2 separate regions of the Pelodiscus sinensis genome follow, and region 1 is linked to region 2. A link is a contact called in public Hi-C data. All regions are on one chromosome and are shown on one strand. The core of a region is the stretch at or near the end of the contact, and the rest is flanking DNA. Distances in the headings are between cores, read along the strand shown.

Region 1 (5,804 bases), core at 2,310-4,809, 160 kb before region 2:
AGCAGTGCTGAGTGGCAGCAGCCCTTGTCTTGGCAGGACTGAGCTTACGGACCCAGTGCAAACCAGAACTGAGCTGGGCTGCCTGCCTGCCTGGCTCCTAATTCACTTTAAATGCAGAGTTGCAGCGGGGGTAGGTCCTGGACCTCGCATGAGCCAGGACTGATCTGGGTTGCAGAGCTGCAGCAGGGGTAGGTCCTGGACCCATTGCAAGCCAGGACTGAGCCAGGCTGCTGGCCAGCCTGCTAAAAAATTTACTGACTGGGTGAGAGAGAGAGGTCAATGCATGTTGTCTATAGCATTAACCAATAAGCTTTTGCTTGTTTTTGGTTAATTGACTATATTATTACTATTTGACTATTACACCCCTATCCTGTGGTTCAGCAAATTCTCTGGTTCAACCTGTACAATACTTTTGAGGATGAAAATAGGAAGAAAACTGACTGGCAACAGGATAACTCTAAGATAGTTCTATAAATCCTTCCTGATTAGTTATTAAAATTAATATCAATTTGTCACAGTTCTGATTAAACATGGTTTTAATATCAAACTTAAATTTGGGGTGATAAAATTTGCTTTTCAATATGGAACTTTCAGATCTGCTTCACAGAGCAATGTAAGTGCTATTTTCCTGTACAAGAAGCAGGGGTAGGGTTAATGTAGGGTTAATCTGGGTTTGTAATTTAACATTTGTTATGAAAGTATACACTCAGAAGCAGGCCCCTTGTGCAAGCCACTGTACAGATGTGAGTAGGAACAATTTCTGCTCCAAATTGCTTTACAGTCTTAAGTCAGTGGAAAGGCATGCTTAGGGAATGATACAACAGAAAAGCAGAGTGAACCTGTTACCACCTGGATCATATCATGTTAGTCTCTTGTCTTTCCTTGGCATTTGCTTATGTGTTAGTTTAATGTTCCCAAAACATCTAATTTAGTCTACTTCATTTTATAACTCTATGCTCAGTAAAGTTTTAGGACTATAAGTATATGAGAAAAAATGCACTTCCCCCCCTAGCTTTATACCTGTCCTATATGGCTTACCAAATAGGGGGTTTTATTTTAAAATATTTTGCCTTTAATTGTGTAATGGTGGGGAAATGTGTTTGAAAAAGTAGATAAATGGTACCAACAGTCTCTAGTCATCCCTTTAACTCTTTTACAGGATTCCATCTTGGACATTAAAGTACCTATATTCAAAGGGCCTGGAGAAATGCCTGAAATCAGAACCTACATGGAGGAGTTCCCATTCCCATTCTACATAATCCTCAGAGATGTGAATGCACTCCCAGAGACTCTCAGTGATGCCCTGCGACAGTGGTTTGAACTGGTGACTGCCTCAGAGAGTCTATAGAATTTACAAAGCCAAGTAAACATCTGACTGCTGCTAAATTTCTGAAGTGTGACTGCATTTCATCAGTGTTTTGATGAAATCTTTCTCTATCCAGGATTTAAGTGCAGGATCTGCCTTCTGATATTCAGACAGCCTAGAAAAGAAATGCTTTAGGTGTGTTGTCCCCATTTGCTAATGCAGGAGACCTATGCAATAGTGAAAGACTGTATTCACTTATTTGCCTATCCCTATAATAATGAAACCTTCCCCCACCGCTGTTGTAATTTATTACTTTGAATTTTTATTTGGAATGTTCATATCCTTGAAGGGAGTGATTTCCATTCCTGCTCATAGCAGTAAAAGAGCAGTCTTGTTTCTGGGAAGGAACTTCTTGTATTGGAAGTACTTCAACAGCCTTGGAAAAATACTATTTTAACTGAACACATGTGGTAGTATCTGTGGGTGAGGGAAAAATGGGTTTCCACAACCAAAATATAATACTTGAATACTTAAAAGTGTGTTTTGTGATTAAACACATACTATTTAATAATTATTGCTGGTTGTTTGATAATGTCTGCAGGGTATTTTTATGAAACATGCCACGATATAATCTTCCCTGCATTATCATTTTACACTGTGAAGTTTGCCCCCGTCCCAGACAGACATTAGAGACATTTATTTAGCCAAGTGTCTTAAAGCTTATACATGACTTTTTCATTGCAAAAGCTATGCATCTTATTGTCTGTACTAATAAAACAATGTACCACTGTTTGTAATGATGGTGTTAATTCCTTGTCACTTGAGGAAGCAAAAATAGCTACCGCACAGGAATAATATTTGGTAAACATATAATGCTTTACGTTTTTGGAACATCACACAAACAGTCCTCAAATAAGATAGGTGACATTACTTCACAGATTTCACTTGTTTTAGACTTTGAGGGGTTGCCACTTTTCTAAGGTTTTTATTGGTGGCTTCAGCTTCCTAAACATTCTGGCTGATTTGTGCTACTTAGCCAATATAAATTTGCTGACAAGCTAGTTTACCTAGCTCCCTTAGGATTCTACATGCATACGTGGAAAGTCTGAATACTGAAATGTTGGTTACACATAAGCTTCTCTCTCCTCCCCCATGCTGCTGCCTATAATGGGGGGGGGGGGTGGAGAAGGGAACAGGTGGGAGCCAGTGCTCCCCCCCCCGCACTGCTGCCTTCCCCCCCCATATCCATGTGTAACTGCTGAAAATTTCAACAGTTACACACTTGAAAACAATCTTCATTTTAACATCTCTAATACTGTTCACATGCTAATGGGTACTTTATAACTTATTGACTGATTTTAGGCTTAGGAATGTTTACATCAATTGATTAAAATAGCATTCAGCTTTTGGACTTACATACCAATTTAAAAATATATTTTTATTATTAGTCTCCCATTTTAATAATTTCAATTAATTTCAGCAGGACTTGTCATGATACATCCCTTCTGACCAGGGATACAATAGAGTCACCTTGCTGGTCCCATTCAATGGGAACATCTCAGCAACAGAAGCACAGGTGACTGGAGCCTGTGAGGGGAACAGTTCAGGCAGGTCCATCCAGAGGAACAGGGAGGAGGCATAAGGGGGCATTCTACTTAGCAATCAAAATTTTGGCAGGGACACAGGGCTACATCCAAGAGGGAAATAGAGGAAAAAGTAAGAATGCTACCCTTTAAAACCATGGAGATGAATGAAGGGCAGCCAAGTTCAAAAGAAGCTGCCTATAGAGCGGACATAGGATGCCGAGAAGTAGCTATGTGCAGAAGATGGGATTTTGCACAGCCTAAAATATTCTTACCAAATCCCCCAAAAGGAAGCTGAGGAAGAGCGGACGGAAACAAAACAATGACATTCTAGGAATATGCTTCTTGTGTGAGGGTGGAGTTACGGTGTCGGAAACCTTTCCTAAGCTGTGGATGGGTAGCCCGGTTAGTCTGTAAGCGGGGAGCGGGGGGATTTTAAAAGCGATGTGTAATCCTGCAGCACCTCCCAGAGTCTCCAAAAAATGTGTAAAAGCTTCAAGAGGGGAGCGGGGTTCGTCTGTAACTGGGAAAACTTACACAGCAGCACATGGTCCCGCGACACCTTCAACATGTAAACGGAGCTTTCCTGGGCGTATATGCTCGTCTGGCCTCGGACCGGTAAACGGCCGCCCCCAGGGCTGCACAGGTGCCACGGCCGGGCAGGGGGCGCTGCAGCGACCGCCGCACTTAGGGGGCGGAGGCGGGGCGCGGCCCGGCGCTTGCGCAGATCGAGGCCGGGCCTCCAACCTCCTCCCCCCCGGGCCAACGGGCCCGGCTCTCGCCGCGGGGCTTGGCGCCATGGCCGGAGCCCGGCTGCTTCCGCCAGCGCTGACGCTGAAGCAGGTACCGGCCGCGGGGTCCCGTCTCGCCGCGGCCCGGGGAATGGGCGGCCCGGACCAGACTGGCGGGCGGGCCCGCGGTCGAGGCCGAGGGAGTCGCTGCTGCCGGGGGCTCCAGGCCCCGCATCTTGGGGCCCGGGCGCAGCTCCCGGCCGGGAAACTCGGTGGCTCGGCCCGGGCCGGTGCGGCCTGGCCGGGTGGAGGCGGAGAACTCCCCCCGCGGGCCGACACGTGGCTCAGAGCTCGGCGGGCGCTGCCCGGGGGCTGGCACAGGCCTGCGGTTTTTTCACAGCCGGAGTCTCTGCTGAGCCGCTCGGGGGCACCTTGGGTGGGGGGCTCGGGCCAGTTTTGAATCCGGCCAAGGACCCACAGCTCCACCCAGCGGCCTCCCCTCCCACCCCACCGAGACTCCGGTCTCTGCGTGTGCGTTGAGCCGCGGCGTGGAAAGAAACCGCCCCGGGGCGACATGAATTCCACCCCCAGTGCTGGTCCTCAGTGATGTGCGGGTGCAAGAGCGTCTCCCTCCGCAGAGCTTCTGCCACCCGCAGAGGTGGCTTTGTTGTACTGATGGGGGAACTCTGTACAAGTAGACATGCCCAGTATCTCTAATGCCCCCTCTGACATAGTGCTTATTCCTCCTGCACCTCACAGCGTTATTTGACACAGCTGTGCTCTTCCTCTGCAAAACTCAGCTGGCTTGGCTTTGGTGACTAGTCCTTTCTTGATTTTTTTTTCTCTCTAATTGTTCCTTCAGCATGTTGTTTGAAGAATCCTCCTCATCCCCTCTCCCAGTTCTCTGTAGGTTCCACCTTGCATTCAGTTATTTCTATGCCAACATCACTGATCTCTGAATCTATCTGTTTCTGTCCAAACTGAAATCTAGCCTCTCTCTGATCTCTCTTGAAGATTCAGTTGGCAGCTTAAACTCATAAACTTTTCCTCCCCCATTTCTCAAGCACTGTGGATACCTCCTCTGTCCTCCCTGGTAGGGCTGTTAAGAAGTGGGTAATTCGTTAATTGTGTAATCAACACAAATTTTGTTGACTACACAGTTAATAAGGGGTAGCACTGCTTCCACTCAATCCCAGCTCCTGCTGGGTCTGACAACTCCCACCGTGGCTCTGTACTATAAGCACTAAGAGCCAGCATGGGGGTTGATGCTGGGTCATGGCGCAAGCTGGGATTGAGCCAGCCTGTCAGCTAGCCTGCTAAAAAAATGTACTTGAGGGTGTGGATGTTGCATGTTGTCGATAACGTTAACGAATAAGCACCTTATCAGTTAATTGTTTAGTCGACCACACTATTACATCCCTACTCCCTGTCAGAACTTGATGTGATCTTTGACTCTGCTTTCTTTCTGGAATCTCACATCTAAACTGTCTAAATATTCCCAGTTATTGTTGTAGAATATCTTTAACATACAACCTTGCCTAAGCATCTAAAGAGTTTTAACTCTTACTTCAATCACTGCCACAGCCTCTTCTCTGGCCTTGAAAAAGTAATCTTGTCCTGCTAATATCCATTCAGAAGGCTGCTGCAAGGATCATTTTCCTAGCACATCACTTTGACCATGCCCTCCCTTCATCTGTTCCCTCTCTTCTCCATTTTCAATCCCCAAGTTACCTATTAACTCTCATAAACTATAGAGACGTTGACCCCTGCTTCCATTTTGTTAGTGATGCCCACCTAAGGGTATGCCTATACTACCTGGTTTTTTCGAATAAACTGCCCTTTTTTCGAAAAAACGTCACCTGCATCCACACTGCAGTTGTGTTCTTTCTAAATTAAATAGAAAACGCAGGGGGGTTTTCAACATTGGTAAACCTCAAATTCTGAGGAAGAACGCCTTTTTCGAAAGAGCTCTGTGGACACAGAACAGGGACATTTTTCGAAAGAAAATGCAATTGAAAAAAGCACAGGTGCCCTGGTGCCCATTCTATGAATAGCAATCAGGGCTTTCTTTCACAAGAGCGTCCATGCAGTCTGGACACACTCTTTCGAAAAAGCAGATCGCTTTTTTGATCCAGCTTTGAGGTATGGATGCTCTCTTTTGAAAGAAGCTTGCAGTCTAGGCGT
Region 2 (6,443 bases), core at 2,030-4,529:
AGCATACATAGTTTACCTTGAATGGTCCTTTGAAATGTGTGTGGGGCTCTTCATTTTCAGTGTTTATTTTATTTAATTTTTCCCAGGAATTTTTCAGTATTTCTTATTGCAATAACAAAAACAGGTGAAAATCAGGGTACATACAGGGGTTTGTTTTGGTGGACAGAAAGATGGGAAAAAAGTATTCAGTAGATTAATACTCTCAATTCCATTCATCAATGCAGTTTGCTGCTGACCTAAATCAGAACTTAAAACACAATGCCACGTCTGAGTTTAAGAAAACAATATATCTCTAATCCCTAAACACAACTTTTCATTTGAATAAACAGTTTACTGTTAGACAGAAATATTAGTTTATAAATATTTACATTTAATAATTGGGCCACATTTGCAGCATACAAACTCAACATCTTTTTCTCGTGATTTTATAAATCTTTCAAATATTTCCTTGTGTGAAATGAATTCTGATACAGATTTTCATTTTCTTCCCATTTTAGTGTGTCAAATCTTTAAACCATTATCTGTTAATAGCTTGAAATGTGTATGTGGTGAGTGTGAGTATCATCAGTACATGCAGATGCAGATGCAGAACTGGCCTGCCTGTTTATTGTGTGCATCTTCTAGACTAATACATATCCTTACTTCAACAGGCAGCTTTGCGTACACACATGTATTATTGAAATCAATTAGTGTGCATCTCATGCAATGTATTGTATTCTCCTAATACACCATTTGTACATATATTTGAATGATACAAGATTCGGGTGAATATATTTTTTGTAAAACTGAAAATGAAGTCGCTAAATGTGTGTTTATGTAGCCCACTAACACCCATCCTGTCATAGGGAGGAAAGAAGGGAGGAGTTAGTAGATTATAGATTGTTGTAATAAATCATAAATCCAAATCTATTCAGCCCTCAATTTTTAGTATTTAGCCAGTTATGAACTTAAGTGACTTATTTTGTAAGTTCTTGGGCTGTGACTGGGATATACAGTTACTCCCGAGTCCCCCACACAGTCCCACTGAAATCAAGCAATGTATATTAAATAAATGGCAGATCTCCTGATGCAACCTTCTTGGGATCTGGGCCTAAACCAGACCACTATCATAGATGTGTTAAGTTTACAGGTTTTTTTAAGACATTGACGCATTCTACCCTCTTTAAGAAAAACTGATTTACTTTAACTGAAGGGACTGCTGCCTATTAAAAGCAATATGTACATCTGTCAACATCGACCTAGATCTATAAGTAACTGGGGTGAAATAACTGACCTTTACTGCAAGATAATTGGTGAGGTATGTGTGGATAAAAAGCAATTTCAACATCACTTTCCTTCAGAAGGAAGGAAATTCAGCACCAACCTACCTGCACTGGTGTTTTATATCAATGATTATAAGTCACTTTATATAAATCAAAATAATCCATTCACAAATCACTTAGAATATAGATGCTTGGTTGGTCACTTTAAGATGGAACTCTACCAATGCTTATTGCTGTAATGCCTACTTTTACTCAGAGAATGCTAGCTGTTTACTATGTTAGTGTTAGCAATAAAATAAATGCTGCAAGAGACAATGGCACTTCAGATCATCCATTGATGGAAACAGCATATAATCTAGTTATAGCTCAACATATTGTAATCACAAGGTGTTAAATCCATGGGAATAATTACTATGTGTAATAAATAAATGGAAAGCTTTGTCAGTTTTTATTTCATGTCAAGAAAAGGAAGGATGACTTTGGGCCAGATTTTCACTGCTGATTAGAAACCATTATAAAAGCTTTAAAATAAGGACATTGAAGCCACTTACAATCAAACCCAGGCAGACAAACTCCCTCTCTATCACCTTCACAAATCCAGTTATAGGAGCAAGCCTTACCAAGGAAATGCATCCAACATTATTTTACTATTTGGGCACTGCTCTGTCCATAGCAGAAAACCAGGCCTTAAGCATTAACTGGTTCCAAGCTCACTCCCATCGAAACCAAACTCACAACATCCAGTGGTAGAACCTCCCTCGCAGTTCTGAGTATCAGCCTTTTTGTGCCTCCAGGCAGCCTAAAATCAAATCACATCCCAAACCAAACACTGCTATAGCTGAGACGCAAACTCCTGAAAATAAGGCTGGAGCAGTAAATACTGCAGCTACAGGACAGAGCATTTACCAGGGAAACACTGGTAGAGAAAAGGGATCTCCTGCTGGGCTGGAAGGCGGAGATGGGTATCTGGGGACCAGGAAAAGACCGTTTTCTATCCTGACTGCCTGTTTACAAGGATCACCTCAGCCTGTTTACAAGCCTCTCACCCGGCTGTCTCAAGGGGAAGGGCAGTTCAGCCACCTGCGGCCCAGCCCTGCAGTCGCGACTCAATCCAGCTCGCACTGAAGCCCCTGGGAGCGGGACTCGAGTCAGCGCTGCGGGCGGCGGAACTTGGCCACGGGGCAGTGGGGAGCTGGGACGCGGACACGAAGTCCCGCCTTGGCCAGGGAAGGGCCGTGGCTCTCCCCAGCTCCGAGCAGCGGGCGTGGGGCGGGAGGCAGGCGGGCTGCAAAACGCCGCCCTGCAGGCGGGCGGGGGGCGAGCAGCTGCTGCATTCGCGCCCCACGCCCTTCGCTTGTTTACAAACGAGGAGCAAGTCCCGTGTGAAGGCGGGGGATTAGGCCGCGGGCCAGCTCCATTAGCGGAGGGGAAATTCAGACACCTGCTGCCGAGGTAGCAGGGCCAGCGTGCGCAGCCCGGCCGCTGCTAGGGAAAAGGGCCGCTCTTGCCCCCGCAGGGAGAGTCACTCGAGCCAGTGCAGGGAGGGGGGCGACAACAACCAAGTCCTACCTCTCCTCGGGCTCCCCGGGGCGCTAGTGCAGCCAGGCCGTGCAAGGGGAGTTCCTGCTGCTGCTCCTCCAGCCTCCCCCGCCCTCCTCGGGGGGCTCTCCTCGGGACGGCGCGAAGTTCCTGCGAGCTCTTGCTCTGATTCCCTCGGCAGGTAACTGGCAATTCCCGCCATTGCCTTCTGCAGCAGCGACACCCAGAGGTCGCGGCGGGCGAGGACAAAGGCCGCCGCAGGGGGTGGGTTGGGGAGAGGCTGCTCTCAGCGGTTTGCGGAGAGGGAGGGAGGAAGAGAGAGAGCCTCGTGGCAATCCACAATCGTGGCTGGGGGGGGGGGAAGGGACGAGAGAAATGACATTTCAACTGAAAAAGAAAGTGTGAAGAAACCCTTCCATTTCCCAACCAGCTAAATCCACCGCAAACGTTTTAACGGAACCTTTGCAGCCGCGTCTCTGCTTGCAGACATACACAGTCCCCAGACCACGTGCATGCTCACGCATGCTTCCCATACCATACCCATACGTGCTGCCTGTTAGTCACCCCTGGAGCACCTCCTGCTGGCTCCCTCTCGGGATTAGCTTTGTCAGGGCACAACACTCCCCTTCCTGCAATTGCACTCAGTCACTCTCTTTACATGCCCATGTTTTTTAACCTGTTAATTATAGGTCAACTTTTGCAAATCTTGTATCATTTTTGTTGCTCTCCTTTGTACTGTTCCCTGTATCTTCTCAACTTTCCTACCTATAGTGCCCAAAATTGAGCAGAGCTCTCTAGGTGAGGCCTCCCCATAAGCAGAGCCACATTATTATCTCCTATATCTTACATCCAACAGTCCTGTTAATACATCCCAGAATGATGTTAGCCAGTTTCACAACTACATCACATTGTTGACTCATTCAGTTTGTGATCCAATATAACTCTCTGCTCTTTTTCCAACAGTACTACCACTAGATAGTCATTCCCCATTTTGTAACTGTGCATTTGGTTTTTCCTTCCTAAGTGAAGTACTTTTCATTTTTCTATATTGAATTTTAACTTGTTGAATTCAGACCGATTTACTAATAAGTCTACACAGCAGTGTTATTTTGGAATAACTGACATTTTGAAATAATGCGCATCTACACAGCAAGCCATTATTTTGAAATAATGTCAAGATGGAGGTCTTCATACTCCAACTCCTGTAACCCTCATTTCACGAGGAGTAAAAGAATACTCTTCCTTCGACTTCCTGCTGTGTAGATAGCACCAAAAGCCAAATTAAGCTGTTTTGACTTAGCTACACAATTGATGAAGCTGAAGTTGCGTAGCTTAATTCGATTTTTGCCCTGCTGTGTAGATGTGTCCAAGGTTATTTTGAATTCTAATCCTGTTTTCCAAAGGGTTTGAAACCCCTCCCAGCCTGGTATCAATCTGCAATCTTTATAAGCGCACTCTGCATTTCTTTATCGAAATCATTAATGCAAATATTGACTAGTACCCTCACTAGATACATCCTTCCAGTTTGACAGGAAACAGTTGAGAGCTACTCTTTAAATATAGTCTTTCAATAGTTGTGCACCCATCTTACAGTACTTTTATCTAAAACACATTTCCTTAGTTTGCTTATGAAACCATTATGTGGGATGTTGTCACAAGCCTTTCAAAAATTAAGGTTATGTTGTATCTACTGTGTCCCTCCTATCCACTAGACCAGTAACCAGACCAAAAAGAGATATTCGTCAGGAGTGTGGGAGTCCATTGTAAAGTACCAGCCTCAGGTTCCCACTGCAGCTCAGTGTACTTCTTGGCTGTGTCTAGACTGGCAAGTTAGGTGCTTTTGCGGAAAAACTTGTCAGCTGTCTACACTGGCCACTTGAAGTGCTTTTGCAGAAAAGCGTCCGTGCCAATCTAGACGCTCTTTTCCGAAAATGCTTTTAAAGGAAAGGTTTTCCATTAAAAGCATTTGCGGAAAATCATGCCAGTCTAGACGTAGCCCTTGGGTTCTTCAAAGGGGGCATCTTCAAATGACTTCTCCAGATAAAGGTGCCAAATCATGTACTCCTTATCATCTGGGTCTTCAGGGAGATCCTCTGCAGTTCCTCCTTCTATTAAGCTAAAAGATTAAGTTGTTGTAATATGGGGAGAGGACACCAAAGAGCTTGAATCTCTGCTTTACATGCAAAATTCAACTGAATGTGAACTACAGAGCCACAATCAGGATCTTAATGATATACAGAATGAAAGGATTCCTATTAATCCGTAAGTATCAGCCATCAGTGAATCCAGGCCCAATTTGCAGAGGTGCTGATTCCCAACTGCTCTTTTTGATCTCAGTGATTTTGTGTCTACTCAGCAATACTGAAAATCAGGCTCTTCATTTTTCATAACATTCCTACCTTTAAGCACAATACAAAATGTATCAAAATACACAAATATTATGTACCTGGTGTGCTTTGTATAAATAAAAAGGACAGATTCTTGTCCCCAAGAGTTTACAGTCTAAATAAGACATATTGAGCAAGGGTTGGCATAAAAAGTGGAGAGACTATCAAAGGAGAAGAGTTTCATGGGGGTGTAAATCAAGAGGTATGCTTATTGTCATGTAAGTTCCTTGTTATTCATTATTACATGTATTGAAATTTGGGGACAAAAGGCTTAATGCCATAGCAATTGCTACATAACTGGTGTCATTGGCTTCAAAGAGTCCAGGACTGCAGGATGGGCCAAAATCAGGAAAGGAAGAGGTCAAAGCTAGAAGGCTGACCCAAATAAATTAAGGAGGCATTTGTGTGATAGTGAAGGCACATAGGTCAGGAAGAATGGGGATTTCTGCAAGAGAGAGCAAGTCTGATTTTGTGCTTATGGCACTGAATTGAGATTCAGTAGATTTGAGACCTATTCCTGACTCTGCAATAGACCTCCTATGTGATCACAACAAATCAGTAATTTAATCTCTCTGTGCCTCAGTTTCCTATTTTTAAAATAGGATTATAATAAATCCTTATCACACCTAGGACTTGATGTTGTTTAATTGGCAACTGTTTGGTTTTATTCTTGGTGCTGATGGAGGTGATATTTTTCTGCCAGGAGATAGTTGATCCAGGATTTCTGGATTTTTTTTAACACAACACAAATGTCAAAAAGATACAGCATGGGAAAAGGAATTTGGGAAATATTGTAGGTCATTCTTGGAAAGGGTGACAAACAATGTGTTGTTGGTATACAGCAGGTTTTGTTTTGTTTTTCATTTTGTTGGGATTTGCTGCTAGCCTTGAATCAGAGGTTTACAGTCTGTCATTGAATCTTGTTGTTAAAGTTAGACCAGTAGTGGTAGTAAATGCAGCAACTTCTAGCACTCCAGCAAAGTACAAAGCAAATAATATGGGGCATCCACACAGTCCTGTTTATTTCCATGGGCTACAGCAAAGGGATCAGATAAGTTGGCATCTACTGATACAAGGAGCTGCATGTTGTCATGGAATCAGCATGCAAGATTGATTAGTTTGTCTGGGCACCCAAGAGCAAAATGTCCAATGGACATTTTACAAAGGTTAACAAAGGCAATGTATAGGGGTGTTTGTTGTTCAGCAGTTTTCTTCTGTGATTAGCTTAGGATAAATATCATGTCAACAGCCGTGC

The links. A called contact is a pair of places that touch in the nucleus more often than the background predicts.
Region 1: a Hi-C map of blood shows a contact between it and region 2, with 3 times the contacts expected there. The contact joins the promoter of LYRM2 here to the promoter of ANKRD6 in region 2. A contact is called at or near these places in 3 of 5 Hi-C or Micro-C datasets (blood, liver and an unstated tissue).

The regions. Positions count from the first base shown.
Region 1 is chr3:64,366,124-64,371,927 of ASM4963464v1, reverse strand. LYRM2 (LYR motif containing 2) reads left to right here and starts at 3,559. Exons shown (of 3, transcript XM_075923890.1): 1 at 3,559-3,732. The coding sequence starts at 3,688. LOC142827834 (a long non-coding RNA gene) reads right to left here and starts at 3,566. Exons shown (of 5, transcript XR_012902598.1): 1 at 3,427-3,566. It overlaps MDN1 (midasin AAA ATPase 1), which reads left to right. Exons shown (of 102, transcript XM_075923877.1): 102 at 1,160-2,103. The coding sequence ends at 1,348.
Region 2 is chr3:64,209,490-64,215,932 of ASM4963464v1, reverse strand. ANKRD6 (ankyrin repeat domain 6) reads right to left here and starts at 3,279. Exons shown (of 16, transcript XM_075923883.1): 1 at 3,262-3,279.